3 separate regions of the Mus musculus genome follow, and regions 1 and 3 are each linked to region 2. Evidence: chromatin contacts called from public Hi-C data. All regions are on one chromosome and are shown on one strand. The core of a region is the stretch at or near the end of the contact, and the rest is flanking DNA. Distances in the headings are between cores, read along the strand shown.

What was found. A called contact is a pair of places that touch in the nucleus more often than the background predicts.
Region 1: a contact with region 2 is called in a Hi-C map of the C2C12 cell line, with 2.9 times the contacts expected there. The contact joins two enhancer-like sites. A contact is called at or near these places in 17 of 484 Hi-C or Micro-C datasets (3T3-L1-derived adipocytes, the AML12 cell line, the Ba/F3 cell line and 13 more) and 1 of 115 datasets of contacts at active chromatin or transcription factors (cardiomyocytes).
Region 3: a Hi-C map of the C2C12 cell line shows a contact between it and region 2, with 4 times the contacts expected there. The contact joins two enhancer-like sites. A contact is called at or near these places in 1 of 15 datasets of contacts at CTCF or cohesin (the NIH/3T3 cell line), 15 of 484 Hi-C or Micro-C datasets (the 3T3-L1 cell line, the AML12 cell line, the C2C12 cell line and 7 more) and 1 of 115 datasets of contacts at active chromatin or transcription factors (the NIH/3T3 cell line).

The regions. Positions count from the first base shown.
Region 1 is chr1:169,553,969-169,556,668 of GRCm38.p6, reverse strand. No RefSeq gene overlaps it. Among named protein-coding and RNA genes, the nearest start is that of Gm34624, 24 kb to the right of the region's middle. Within about 2 kb of position 1,423, at least 22 of the 459 cell types and tissues checked have an H3K27ac peak or open chromatin away from gene starts, as enhancers often do. A contact at or near this core is called in the C2C12 cell line and muscle stem cells, where this site is marked.
Region 2 is chr1:169,670,484-169,673,223 of GRCm38.p6, reverse strand. The region is part of intron 1 of Rgs5 (regulator of G-protein signaling 5); the gene reads right to left. Among named protein-coding and RNA genes, the nearest start is that of Rgs5, 16 kb to the right of the region's middle. Within about 2 kb of position 1,268, at least 30 of the 459 cell types and tissues checked have an H3K27ac peak or open chromatin away from gene starts, as enhancers often do. A contact at or near this core is called in the C2C12 cell line and muscle stem cells, where this site is marked.
Region 3 is chr1:169,773,046-169,775,745 of GRCm38.p6, reverse strand. No RefSeq gene overlaps it. Among named protein-coding and RNA genes, the nearest start is that of Gm22114, 25 kb to the left of the region's middle. Within about 2 kb of position 1,440, at least 3 of the 459 cell types and tissues checked have an H3K27ac peak or open chromatin away from gene starts, as enhancers often do. A contact at or near this core is called in the C2C12 cell line, where this site is marked.

The sequences.
Region 1 (2,700 bases), core at 174-2,673, 120 kb after region 2:
TCTTCTGGGACAGCTAGAATCATACACCTACCCTATAGCAGTAACTGAGAACTCTACTGTGTCACATCTTTGCTCTACCCACGTCTACTGACCTTAGGCCCAAAGTGTGAGGACAAGCGAGGACACAGCTCAAGCTGCTTGCACTGGGATAACCAAACTGCAAGCCTATGGGAAGGGCAAGGCAAGGGGCACTTCCTCTTCAGCTGCCAACCTGTTCTATGCATTCAGCAAGGCACACTGAGGAGAAGAGATGAATAAAGGCAGGTACTGGCAACTTAGTTTTGGGTGAAAAATGCCAAAGTAGGGAGACATACTCTCTATAAACACAATTTGAGCCCTGGTGATTTCAGACTTTGGCTTGGCACAGAACATTCTGGCTAACTGGACAACATTTCTGTTGTTGTAGCCTATTTTATACAAAAAAATGGAGGTGACTGAGGTGGAGTTTGGGGCAGGAGTAAAACCAGGAACAATTTCAGTTATCCAGAATATTGTGTGTGTGTGTGTGTGTGTGTGTGTGTGTGTGTGTTTTGTATGCATGTATGAAGTGTGTGCCACATGTGTGTGGTGTGTGGTGTCTGGTGCCTGCAGAGACCAGAAGAGAGCATCAAATCCTCTAGAACTTGAGTTATAGATGACTGAATCACCATAGGGGAACCAAACTTGGCTACTTTGGAAAACAACAAGTCCTCTTAATCATTGAGCTATCCCTCCAGACCCCAGGATGAGTGTTTACAAAGAATAGTCTATGCGGTGACTATCTGCTTATCATTTTGGCTTTCCCAGGTCCTGAGGCCAAGTGTTCAGCTAAACTCATCAAGTGTTCAGCATGTGTTGAACTCTGAGTCACCAGTTGGCTGCAGCTTTTAGAGGGTTTAGTCAGACCATGATAATCACGTTCTGAGTTTCCCTTCAGAATGAAGCAAAGGCACAAGGTCCTCTTGGGTCCTCTAGTCTGACTGTGAGGGTTTCCAGTTAGGAAGGAAATCCAGTTGTCTTTAGTGTTGAGCAAATCTATGTAAGGAAATTATCTGGATCAAATATTCCAAATATTTACTTCTAATTTGCTGGTTTTGTTTTTGTTTTTAGTTCAAAAAGATATGGGGTTCTTCATTCAAAAGCTCTCCTCTCCTCCTCTCTGTGCCCAGCCCCCTTGCCCCTTCTTTCCATTTATTTTTGTCATTATGGTGCTGGGATGTAACCCAGGCCCGAGGCATGCTGAACACATATCTACCACTGAGCTACATTCCCCTCCTAAACATCGCTTCCTTATAAAGACTAATGTGAGTATTTGGAAACAAAGTTTTTTACCTATTAAGAATACACTCATTACATAAAGTAAGAATCTCTAGTGGCTTAAAGGGACTGAGTAATTATTAAAATGGTAACTGACCTGGTTTCGTAGTGAGTCTCCCCTGTGTGCCAAAAGTTACTCATACTCTCCAGCATTGCTAGTCTCTTTTACGTATGAGGTTAATTGCAGTTCAGAGACAGGAAATGACATCATGGGGGTGTGGCATGTGATTTGAACTCAGGCTCTTTTTACACCTAAAAGATGATTTTCTTTATCATATTTCTTGAGATGTATGTTAAAGACAGCACGAATGGCCTGAAGTTTCCTTAGAGGTTGGTAGGTAGGGGAGATCTTGATCCTCTCCTTGTTATAGCAGGGTGCAATTTCATCAAGGATCAAAAAAACCACCAAGTCAAACTCCTTGTCCCATCAAAGCTTCCATTTCCAGTCCTTGTAGCTCTGACCTGGCTCTCTTGGTTAGAGCCTCACTTACCTTTCCAATTTCTTGGTTGCCTTAGCTTTCCAGTCTTTTCTCTGCTGTTCCTCACCCACATAGGTCAGAGTCAAACTGAATAGCAGCTGTCTTCTGCCTTTGCTTTTCCCACCACCTCTCTTCAGCCATGCGCTCTCTGGAGTAACATCAACCCCTCCACACACACTCTCTTCCACACACTGTCTCAACCTCCCCATCTTTCTCAGCCCAGTGGAGATTCCTCTTGCTTTTGTAGCTCTTAATAGCTTCCTGTGAAGTTTCACAGCAGTCTCTCCGTATAGTTCTTACAAAGGCTTCCCTTTCACCCTGTAAAGTCCTTATTCGTGTGTGAGTTTCATTTGGCTCTGGAGATCTTTGGGTGACTCAGAGTTTCATTTTCCGGTACCTACCTTCCAAAGGAAAGCGGATACAGAAGTGAGGATACCAGACTTACAAAGTTTTAGGAATGCATAGTCAACTTTTAATTTTGGATACAGAACACACAAGGATAATATTTTGAGATTTTACAATTCAAATACCACTTGGAATGGAACATTATTATATTGAAAATCTTCATGCTTTACCTGCAATTGAAATCTCACCAGTCCTGTCTTTTATCTGGCAACCCCCTTATCATATTTTGAAGAAAGCCTTTCAAATGTGTACTTCTGATCTGGGATGGTGGCATCATACGAATGACCCAAGTGATCTGAGATCACTGTTAATTAGAGATAGTCTGATGAGAGCAGTCATTCGCCCCAAATTCTAGTTCTAAGATTGATTTTTTTTTTTAATTTTAAGATTTCCAAAGACTTTCTTCCAGTCTCAGGACTAGCTGATATTCAATTACAGACCTCATCACCACTAGACCTTTTGAAAACCAGAAGCCTGCCAGGAGAGCTCTAGAAGCAGAAGGAGAGAGGGTGTACATGTT
Region 2 (2,740 bases), core at 19-2,518:
CACGAGTGAAACAAAACTCTAGAGACATTTTATCTATATCAATTGTCCAGTGGCCATTTGTGTGTGTTATGTGATCTAGAAAAGACGTACTACTTATAACATCACTTATTTTTTGAAAAATCATGTTCTGATGATGAGCCTCAATTGGTTGTTTACCTGGTGTGTAAGATGCCCTGGGTTTGACCTTCAGAACTGCATAAACTGGGCATAGTGACAAAGACCTATAATCCCACCATATAGGACGCAAAGGTGGATAGATGAGAACTTTAAAGTTATCCTTTGCTCCATAGACATCATGAGATATATAATACTTATAATATATACACTTATGTGTGTGTTTGTGTATACACACAGATACAAGCATGCATACACGTGTGTTCCTCTTCTCAGAGCTGATACCTATACCAGAACACCAGGTATTCTCTTCCTCTTGGCCTTGGGAATGCAAGAAAGAGGGAACAGTGTGCTTGGGAGAACTCTGTTGCTGAGGCTTTGTCCCTGGCCTAGTATATATAGGCTGAAGAAGAAGACATTGAAAGCTCATCAGGAACTGACCTACTTATTCATTTGTAATCCTGAAGAGAAGGATGAGTACGATGAGTAAGATTGCATTCACTCTCACCAAGCAGTAACCAATGAAAATAACCAGTGATAAGGTTCCAGCCAGTCTGAATACTTGGCAGCCTCACAAGAACAAAGCAAGCAAGCAAGCAAGCAAAACCCTCCAAAAAGAAAAAGAAAGAAAAAAAACCCCACAGAATTACTGCATGGCTCTCAAGAGTTCCCAGAAAAGAGCTTCACCCTCCATTGCCTTCCTTCCTGTCAGAGCCTCACACAGTGTGGGAATAGTACAAATCAATGGGAAAGCCAAAGAGGTTCAAACTCACCAAATTCGTTTCCCGTTTCTAGATAAACTTGAGCGTATCTGACATTAATTGAATTTCAAAATCATCTCTATCTGGAGAGGAGAACTTTCTAATGTGTTTACCACATCAGCTATGGTCCCTCGCTTTCTTCGACTGCACACTAGGCCCTTCCCTCTGGCTAAATTACATTAATGCTGATTAACACCAAATGATTTGTGTCTCCTTGGGTCTGTTATCCTTTTGTGTTACAAGGAAAAAGAAAACTTGTTTTGAAATAAAATCAATTGGAAATGCCCGGTGGAGCATTTAATCAGAGGGAGAGAATTCTGGAGATGAGTCACACTTTTCAAGCTGCAAAGGTCTGAATAGTAGTAGCCTTGTGCAATGGTAAAATCTGTTCCCTGTGTGGGATGTTGGCCAGGGGATAGAAATCCCAGAAAGCCACAGACCATCTTAGTCTTTCCTGCCAGCGAATAGACTGGATGCAAGTTTTAACCTTTAGATGTATGTGTGCAAGGCCAGCACCAGGACACTACAAACAGAAGTATGGCTGGATGAATTTTTTTTTTGAAATAGAACTATATTCAAGAGAACTTGATTGAGAGCCGATAGAGAGGCTCTGACTCTAGATGTTTCAAGGATTAAGATGGTGTTTCTGGCCCTGGTAGTGTCTGGAACAACTCCAAAGGGCTCATTGCACACAGGAAACTACATAGTAGGCATTTCCCCATCGTTAGAAAATACTGATGGGACACAAGAATGAAGAGATGATGTGTGTTCTTGCTTCCTAAAAAAACAATAAATTCCTATGGAAATGCATACACACACACACACACACACACACACACACACACACACACACACACACACACACCTGTTAGCTACCATCTTCAGCCACCCCCACCAACTCCCTGGGATCTTCTGAATCTGACTGCTTAACATGGCAATCACCTAGCATGACTGAAGACACATAAAGCCACCAGATGACTGCCAGGACCATAAAGTGGCTGAGTTCTGTTTCTTTCTTTAAAGTAACCGGAGACAGAGAAGTGAGAAGCCGAGGCCGGCGATGAAGCTTGGTGAGTGCATGCCTAGAATGGGCAAGAGCCTGGGTAGATTTCCAGCCCCCCCGAAATAAAAACAAGAAAGAGAAGAAAATGGAAAACAAGATAAAAGCTGGTGGGCGGGGCTTAAGTGGTGCACGTATTCAATTATTCAGATCACTTATATAGGGTCTATTTTAATGAGAAGAGAACCTGGGTGTAAGGAGAAAACTTACATTCCACCATGTTAAAGAGACAGAGGGGCAGTAAGGGTCCTGTGCTTGGGACATATCTGGTAGACACAGGAAGGTTTAAGTCTAGACGCCAGACACAGTTCAAGAACACTCCTCACAAAGAAAGGCTCTCTGCAAGGAGTTTGGGGAGTGTAGGACCTCATTTTCAAAACTGGTTTCCAAAAGACTTGATCTTTTTTCCTTGGTCAGGGTAAAATTCAAGGCAACCCAAATCTTTGTTGCAGATGCCCCCTGCTGGCTATGAAGAGGCATGAGCTACAATTGCTGTAGAAAGAACCTTGGATCTGGCTAACCTTGCAGGCTTCTTCCACAAAGGTGAAAAGACTATGTGTTATCTTCCCTCCCCAATAAATACCCATGAAAACATGTCCAGCACACACACACACACACACACACACACACACACGCGGGCTTGTTTTCGCGCACAAACACACACACACACTCACACACACACAGAATGCTTTTTATTTACCATCTTCGGCTACCCCCTCTCAAATCTTCTGAACATGACTGCTAAAAATCAATGATCGATTCTCAAGACCAGGAAGAAGGCAGAACCAGACCATTTAGATGGAGA
Region 3 (2,700 bases), core at 191-2,690, 100 kb before region 2:
CATTATCATCAAGGTGAGAGCATGGCAGTATCCAGGCAGGCATGGCACAGGCAGAGCTGAGAGTTCTACATTTTCATCCAAAGGCTGCTAGTGGAAGACTGACTTCCAGGCAACTGGGGTGAGAGTCTTAAGCCCACACACACAGTGACACACCTATTCCAACCAGGTCACACCTATTCCAACAAGGCCACACCTTTAGATGGTGCCACTCCCTGGTCCAAGAATATACAGACAATCACACTTAGTCAGGGTTTTTATTCCTGGACAAAACATCATAACCAAGAAGCAAGGTGGGGAGGAAAAGGTTTATTTAGCTTACACCTCCAAACTGCTGTACATCACTAAAGGGAATCAGTACTGGAACTCAAGCAGGTCAGGAACCAGGAGCTGATGCAGAGGCCATGGAGGGATGTTACTTACTGGTTTGCTTCCTCTGGCTTGCTCAGCCTGATCTCTTATAGAACCCAAGACTACCAGCCCAGGGATGGCACCACCCACAAGGGGCCCACCCACCCTTGATCACTAATTGAGAAAATACCTCACAGCTGGATCTCATGGCATGGAGGCACTTCCCCAATTGAAGCTCCTTTCTCTGTGATAACACCAGCCTGTCACAAGTTGACACACAAATCCAGCCAGTACAGGTATCATCTTCCCTGTCTACTTGGGAACACTGAAGTATACAATTTAGACACAATACACAATATTAACAGGGTCTGTGGGAAAAAATCAAGCTCAACTCACTGGAGTGTGTTGACTTTACACAACCCTTCATTCAGAAGGCACCATCAAAAATTTAAATGCCAAGACTTTGTGCTCAGCTCATCCCCTGGGTGCCCTTCCTCAGACATCTGGACATACGGATTCATATGCACATTAATGTCTACTGCAGTTTATAGTTCAGTTTATAACCTTACCACTGATTCGTTGTTGTTGTGTCTTTACACGAGGAACTATTATTTATGAGACTAGATGGTGAGTAGAGGTAGAGATAATACATTTAAAATTCTTGGGACAGCGCGTGAGCATAGTGGGTATGCAGTAAGCGACAGTTATTATGGTTCTCAGGAAATGTGATTCTTTCCAACTGGTGTGGTGACACAGACGGGCCGGCTCCACAACAGCATCACTCCAGGGCAGAGGATGAGTGAGCACCATGAATCATCTTTCCTTCCCTGATATTGTGACTTGTCTCTAACAGGGGCACTGCATTCTCCGTTGTTCATATTATGGAAGTTTAGATGTAGACATCTTCATTTTAGGATGTGTTATTATCAAGGAACTGCACGCACCAAGAAAGCTTTGCCTTCTCATAGCAGACAGAACAACTCCATAGTAATGTAAAAAAGAAGAAAGTTCCAGGCTCACGAGCTCAGCGGGTAGAGGGCATGGCCAGAAAGCATGAGAACATGAGTTTGTCACCCAGGAACCACAAAAAGGCCAGACATAGTGCCACATACTTGTAACCCCAGGGAGACAATTGACACCCTCCATCTTCCTCTGGCCTCTGTATGGGTGTGCATGGATTCATATGCATGCATTTCCTTCACATATACCATACCATAAACACACACACACACACACACACACACACACACACACACACACACACAATCTAGCTGTAACTTCTAATTAATTATACAAATTCAAGTATTTTTTCCAAAAGGCTTTTGAATAAAGCATCATTGTATCATAACTCACCCAGGGCCACTGAGTATGGAGGATACAGAATGGCACCAGAGGAAGACAAAGGGCTTAAGCTGAGTCCTGAAAGATGAACAGGTATTTGCCAAACAGGAAAGGTAAGGGACATTTTCAAGAGCAGTGATTTGAGGCCATTTCATACACAATGATGTCCCCATCACTACTATTCCTATCCATCTGTCACTACTAGAGTCACTGGAAATCCATTACACACCAATGCATGGAGGATCCAAAGCATAAAACCAGCTGTTGTCCTATTAGTTAATAATTCAATGATGAGAAAGTCATGCAAGAAATAATAGAAAGAACTATATATGTGCTGCTAATAAAAATCAAACAAGCCAGGAGAGGGAAGAGGGGAGTTTACCTTTGTTTTAGGTGACTGAATTGGGGAAGAGTCCATGGAAGGAGAGAGGAAAATGTGCAAAAAGGAACATTGCATTCCATTGCTTTTAGTTGCATCTGAATTAATTAAGTAAGTAATTAATTTATCACTTCCTGGCAACAGTGACAAACTTCAGAATAGAATAGGTGACCAAATGAATGGGGTTGGTACCATTTTATTAGCCTTCAGATGATACCTCCATTCCTCTTTACATTCTTTTACGAAAATACGGCAGACAGAGAGGACTAACAGCGAGGGCACGTTGGAAGCAAATATCTTCCTTGATATTTCAAACTTTGGATCAGTACAGGGAAAGACTGGAAGGAGTTGTTTTAACACATTCTCCATTTTGGTTTGCTGGTGGAGGGAATGATCTCCATCACTCTCCTGGAATGCTTTGCACTTTTCAATTAGGTTCCATTTCCCAGTAAACACTTGTTGCTACCTTCCTTTGGATTAGAATCAAAACAGACTTAAATACTTGGTATAAGATGAGGGCACTCAGCTGGGCGGTGGTACACACCTTTAATCCCAGCACTTGGGAGGCAGAGGCAGACAGATTTCTGAGCTCGAGGCCAGCCTGGTCTACAGAGTGAGTTCCAGGACAGCCA